Regions from separate parts of the Pan troglodytes genome. Here region 1 is linked to region 2. The links are chromatin contacts, called in public capture Hi-C maps. All regions are on one chromosome and are shown on one strand. The core of a region is the stretch at or near the end of the contact, and the rest is flanking DNA. Distances in the headings are between cores, read along the strand shown. Region 1 overlaps UNC5CL (unc-5 family C-terminal like). Region 2 overlaps UNC5CL (unc-5 family C-terminal like).

Region 1 (3,038 bases), core at 127-2,626, 140 kb after region 2:
CCGGGCTACTGCACAGTTCAATCCTGAGCTAAGTGAAGGGGGAAAAGGCTGGGGCACTAATCTGGCATGACCGGCAGCGCCCGGTGGGGTAAGGAGGACAGATGAGAAGGGTAGGAGAGGACTGGTGGGGATAGGGGAACAGGGAAGGGATGGAAAGGCCTGCTTCTGAAGGCTTGCATCTAACAGAAAAGGAAGGGAACCTCCCTGACTTACCATGCGGGACCCAGATAATTTTCATACTGGAAGCACAATCTACAAAATGCTTCCCTCCAACCCATCCCCATAGGTACAATTTTACCAAATAAAATCATTCATACTCACATCCAAATTTGCCAATCTGAGCAAAATATAGTTAGTAACAAAGGAAGGCAATTTTCATATTTTATCATTCATCATAGAAAAAAAGCTTTAATATTTTTTAATTAAATACAGAAGAAAATTGTGTTGCCAGAGAGATTGTTTGCCTGCCTTTGAACAAATTAACAACACCTGTTTGCAAACAAAAGCATTTCCAGAATGGAGTCAAACCCTTTATTCTCTGTTCAGGACCCAGCCCATTCATGTCTTTTGTATACAGTATCTAACACATAGTAGGTGCTGAAAAAGTATCTGCTGACTGAATGGGGTGCTCTTTTATCCCTATCCTTTATTTCCTGACCCTAAACTGGATCTTGATCCATGGGGAAAATATCCCCACCCATCCATTCCTAGAGTAGCCCTGTCTCTTTCAACAGTCTTTGATACATAACATTGGTTTAGAGACACATGCCTGAAGGGAAAAGAGGGAGGGTTTCAGGCAGAGAAAGAAACACACAAAGACAGGGCACAGAGACTAGGCAGAAACAAAAAGATCTAAGACAGAGAGAGAGAGTAACTGAAACACAGGTGCAGAGCGGGAACAACTGTGGGAGACAGGGACAGAAAAACCAAGTCAGAGAAACTTAAAACGCACACCATTGGAGATAAAGAGATAAAAGGGCTGGGCCAGAATGATCATCTTGAAATTTCTACTCAGCTTTAATGTTTTCTGATAGAGAAAATGGCAGAGAGAGAGGAAGACACGGCCTAAGCAGGAGGATAAAGAGACAAAGGAAGTTAGTAGAGGCAGAGGCAGACAGCCAGGCGTGCCTAGCCGGGAAGCCTCGTCCTACCCTGGCCTCACACCCACGGGGCTGGGCTCCCATGCCCACTTTCGGCTCCTACCTTAAGTCCAGCCACCCTCTTCCCCTACCCGCCCCTAAAGATCTCCAAACCACTCGGCAAATCAAATCCTCTCTCCCCAACATCCTCCGTGAAGCATTCTCGCTGCTCCAGCCCGCACTCAGCTCTTCCCCTCTCAACTCCTAAAGCCACACCCACCTCCCCTAACCACAGGGCAGGGCGGTTTTCGAGTTTGCCCTTGGCTCCTATGAGCGCATCTTGACTCCTGCAAAAGAACTGTGTGCTTGTCAGGGCTCCAGACCCTACCTCCTATATTCCAGTATTCTTCATGACACCAGCCCAATGCCCGGTCTTCCTAAGTGCTCAGTGAATACTTTAGGGCCTGACCGGCCCTAAAGTGCACGCGGGGACCGTGGCCGTCCCCTGGTCAGTTTGGCAGGCTGGCCACGCTGAGGCCATCTCCTGGGCTCCTGCGCCCTCTGCCGGCCAGGAGGGGACCCGCACGCGGGACAGCTCGCGGCCGGAAGGGCGCGCCTGCTGCTGGGAGGCTGGCGAGGACGCGGGCGGCCCTGGCACCGTCCGAGGGTTCTGGGAAGGGTGGTGGGCACAGCCAGGAACAGCTGCTGTGTTCCTCTTAGGCGTAGGAGAACAACCCCTCTCGCCCCCACACCTCCTCCGGCCCTGCCCGCTGGGCGCTCAGAGCTTCTCGTCCAGCTCCAGGCCCTGGTTATCCCGGGCGCCCCCGCGCTCGGGGCCTGGGCTGCCGCCGTGTGTCCCACTCAGGTAGTTCTGGATGGCGGAGGCGCAGTCTAGCCGCTCCATGACGGTCATGAGGTAGTGCAGCTCCTGCAGGCTGCCGTTCTGCTCCTCAAACAACTCCAGGATGGCCGCTGCGGGGCTGCGCTGGCAGGACAGGAACCTGGCCCGAGGTGGGGGAGGAAGAGAAGGGGGTAGGAGCAGGGAGGGGCTCCCCCACTGCTGCAGGCTCCCTGGGCTGCGCAGCGCAAGGTCCGTCCCTCCCCCATCCTGTAGCTTTTGTCCTTGTCCTGCTCTTGCCTGCCTTCCAGGGCACAGGAGGTGGGAAGCCCCAGGGCTTTGAAACTTGAGATTGTCCTGGCTTGGAGGCCAACTCTGACCCCTACTCCTCTCTAGGCTTCAGTTTCCTCTTATTAAGATGAGGGCTTAGACAAGAGGACCTCTAAGTTTGCTACAGTTCTGATGTCCTGTAATTGCCTTCTCTACCTCCCCCACTCCAAATACACCCCTAGCCTCCCCCTAGTCTCCCCCTAGCCTCCTAACTCCCTCCTTCCTCCCTCTCTCCTAGGCCACAACATCCTGCTCACTACTAAGGAAACAGTTGCTGTAAACCATGGCTTTTTATCACGACCCTCCCGTCCACTAAAACCTTCCAGAGTCTCTCACCTCCTAACCAGCCCATGCTCCATGAGCCTTTCTGGCTCATCCAGCACCTGGCCTTGCCCTGTCTTTATGCTTTCTCTCCTTTCTCCCATCCTGAACCCCCTTAGCTCAGGCCTCTCTCTTTCTCGCCTTGCACACACTACACCCACAGCCACCTCTGCTACTCCCCAAAACAAAATGGCTGATCTCTTCCCCATCACTTCCTCCCTGAAGCCCTTTCTAGTTCACCCCTCCCAGGTGGAAGAGAACATTCTGCATCCCTCACTTCAGACTTCTGGTCATAACGCCCGCAGTTCATTATTATTCTTGCTTCAGCTGTTTTCTGTCTCTCTTCAATGTGTTATACAATACTGGATTCTTACAGGAAGGCACAAGGAACACGTGCCTTTATTTTTCAAGCTCTCCGAACCCTTTACTAGTGTGTGCGCTCCTAGGCGCCGGGACCATGCCTCATTCAT
Region 2 (3,186 bases), core at 656-3,155:
GAGGATGGTCAAGATGATTACATTTCACCCATCCTAGTCCCACCCGTTTCAAGGGTCTCCTCTCTGCTTCCTAAGGTGAGAGCCAACCAACCAATCAGGGAAGGGAAGGAGGCTTAGATGTCAGGGGTTGAGAAGATGTCACCATTACCCTTTTAAGGCAACAGACTACCATGCTTTAACAGGTCCATTATGCGGAGGCAAGCTTTGCTGGGCCGGGCATAGTTTGGACAGTTTTCAAATCACAGGGTGACTGCCTGCCTGGATTGAGCACAGATCTGGCCCTCCTGCAGGATCCCCAGCCCTTGGGCAAGGAGAACGGTGGGAAGCAGGCCTTTGGGGGCTTCTCTGTTCCAATAACGATGCAACAGTAACTACTAACATCCAACTGGCCCTCCCGGGCATAAGACGCTGTCATATACGTTCTTTCTTTTGCCTCTCATTGCACCCTGAAGGGAGACAGACAGTGTGGATTGCCCCAAAGTTCCTGCAAGAAGTAAGAGCCAAGACCGGGTTTGAGCTCTGGTTTTCTGAATCCACATTCTCAGCTTCCTTCCCCACTCCACTGAGCTCCCCAGTAACAGTGTGGAGTTCAGAGCAGGAGGAACCGTCAGTGATCATTGATTGTGAGCTCATCATTGCACAGTGGGGGCCCAGGAGGGAATGGGTCCTCCTGCACCTGGACCCACCCTTCACACACCAGGCCACCTATGCCTATTTTCCCAGGGGTTTTTGGTCTCTTGAGATTCTGTCCTGCTATCACCATTTTACTTTCTAGACTGTGTTTCCTCTTCACCTCTAAGACAGCTGAGGCAGTTTACAGCTGTTTACTAGCAGTCAGATAGAGGAGGAACTTAAGTGGAATATAAACTATTGAATTAAATTATCCTCTTCAAATGCCACCCGGTACTCACTCTACCTGAGAATTTCAATCAATGCTGGTAACTTCCTGCTCTCTAATGGAATGCACCAGACAAGTTTTTTTGCCTGCCATTTGAGCTGGGCTGCTGCTGTGGCAGATGCTGTTACAGGGGACAGAGATGTTCGTGTAGACCGGCATGACAATGCATCACCTGAAAGCATAGCTTTCTTGAGCTCCCAGCAGTGCCATTAGCAGGTTGGGAAATGGCTTCACTCCTCAAGCCTGGGTGTTAGAGGCAACCACAGGTGGGTCAGTGAGGCCCTCCAGGAGATGGGGGGTGGAGTTCTGTACTTCAGGACACCTTTTAGAGACTCAAGGAAACAGTGGTGTGGGAGAGGAAGAGTAGTGGGGAAGGAAGACAGATTCCCTCCTAGCACCAAAAAATATGGGTAAAGCTCATAACCATACATACAACACCCACTAATTACAAGTCAAAGGGATGGAACGTTGTGCCCTCCGTATTTATAAAACAGAATGTCCCTGGGCTGGGAGTTCCTGGGTTCAAGTCCTGGTTCCAACATTTATTAGCCATGCTGTCGGAAGCAGGTCTCTTCTCTGAGGCTCCATTTCCCTTTTCTGTAAAATAGCTTCCCTGCCTACATTATGGGGAATGCAAAAGCGTTTTTGACAGCTTCCAAGTGCTGTACAATTGTGAGTTACGATATATTGGGTGGTGGGAGGGGCCCTTTGAGAGATATCCCTCCGGACCCCCACAGACCTCTTAATCGGCCTCTGGGTCAGGTGAAGAGGGGCCAAGGCCATTTGTATCTTGGAAGGAGGGCTCCTCTGGGACGACCATCCTGGAAGTGACCTCTGGGAGGCAGCAGAGGAGGTGCTATGGAGCCGCCACAACTGGAGTTCCCAGTCCTGGGATCCTCAGGGAACAGGGAAGGGGAAGGAAGCATTGAGACTGAGTTACTGGCACTGTTTCATAGATAGGGAAGTCAATGTGGGAGTTCCACAGGGCCTGCTGGGCCCGCGGTTGTGGGTCACCACCACAAAGCTGTGTCCTGATGCCATTCCTTCCCCAGGGCTTGGGCCTCTTCCTTTCTGCCCTGACCGTGGAAACATGATCCTTCCAAGTTCACTCGTCAGCAAAATTTTCCATCCTCAGAACGGGTTTTCCAGACAGGACAAAATATGCTTTTAAGACCTTCTTCTCAAGGGCAATAGAAACTTTCTGACTTACGGCACAAGGAAAAACGAGGCAAAAATAATTACTGAGTGCCTACTACGCGTCAGCATTGTGCCAGCCAGTTTATTCACACTAATCTCATTTACACCACATAGTAACTGGCTGAAGTGAGTTAGCCCATTTTACAGATGAGGAAACTGAGGCACGGGGAGTTAAATAACTTTGACAGGATCACACAGGTGGGTAAGTGATAAAGCAGGGACTCAAACCCAGAGTTCTCTGACTCCAATATGCATGTTCTTTCTACCATGCTAATTACATAAACATGACAGAGTGGTCAAGGAGGCAGAGCAGACTCCACAAAGACAAAATGACAAAATATTTGTCATTTCTTCATGCTAGAAACATTTGAATTGCTAAGAAACAGCAAAGATACAGAATAGTTGTAGGACCCAGACTTGGAGTTCTTCATACCAGTTTCCGCCTCCATTTTGGATCTCTCTATAACCAGCTTCCTGTGGCCAGTCTGTTCTTCATTGAGAATCCTTTTGCTTTTGTTTTTGTGATGTTGCCTTTGTTGAGAGTCCTTACGGAGCTCTTCCCAAGATAGCTCTCTGCTTATCTTTCCCATCCTGGTCTATGCTTGCTCCCTTAACTCTTGGCAAGCCCATGCTCCTCCAGGCTTTTTTTCACTAGCAAAATTATTTTCCCTTCTTCCTTCAAAACATGATGCTAGAGCTCCAATCTTGAGCTGGGTGCTAGAAAAGGACCTCAGGACGATAGTGATTACCAGTTAGCAAGCACTTGCTACTGGACAGGATTCATATATGCTGAATGTTCGCATGCAGTATCTCATTTAATTGTCTGAACATCCTTAGGGTAGGTGTTAGTATCTCTGTTTGATGGATTGGGTAGCTGAGGCCCAGAGTCACTGAGTAAGCTGCCCAACATCACACAGACAGCCAGTTCTCAATCTCAGCTCTGTGTGGCCCAGAACCTGTGGCATTAACCCCACCCACAGGGGATGGTCAGGAAGATAACCTGCTTCCCCATCCTCTCTACTGTGGATCTTGATTCTTACTATAAGTTAATATAGATTCTCAATATAATTTAATATACCAAATAGCTGACA

The links. Capture Hi-C pulls out chosen DNA fragments and counts their contacts.
Region 1: a capture Hi-C map of stem cell-derived neural stem cells shows a contact between it and region 2, with 5 times the contacts expected there. The contact joins two enhancer-like sites. A contact is called at or near these places in 4 of 7 Hi-C or Micro-C datasets (blood, induced pluripotent stem cells and stem cell-derived neural progenitor cells) and 1 of 1 other capture datasets (stem cell-derived neural stem cells).

Annotation. Positions count from the first base shown.
Region 1 is chr5:46,918,750-46,921,787 of NHGRI_mPanTro3-v2.0_pri, forward strand. It overlaps UNC5CL (unc-5 family C-terminal like), which reads right to left. Exons shown (of 15, transcript XM_063812970.1): 9 at 1,468-2,080. The coding sequence ends at 1,858. Among named protein-coding and RNA genes, the nearest start is that of UNC5CL, 11 kb to the right of the region's middle. Within about 2 kb of position 1,377, at least 15 of the 24 cell types and tissues checked have an H3K27ac peak or open chromatin away from gene starts, as enhancers often do. A contact at or near this core is called in stem cell-derived neural stem cells, where this site is marked.
Region 2 is chr5:46,780,811-46,783,996 of NHGRI_mPanTro3-v2.0_pri, forward strand. All of the region lies in intron 11 of UNC5CL (unc-5 family C-terminal like), which reads right to left. Among named protein-coding and RNA genes, the nearest start is that of UNC5CL, 150 kb to the right of the region's middle. Within about 2 kb of position 1,906, at least 2 of the 24 cell types and tissues checked have an H3K27ac peak or open chromatin away from gene starts, as enhancers often do. A contact at or near this core is called in stem cell-derived neural stem cells, where this site is marked.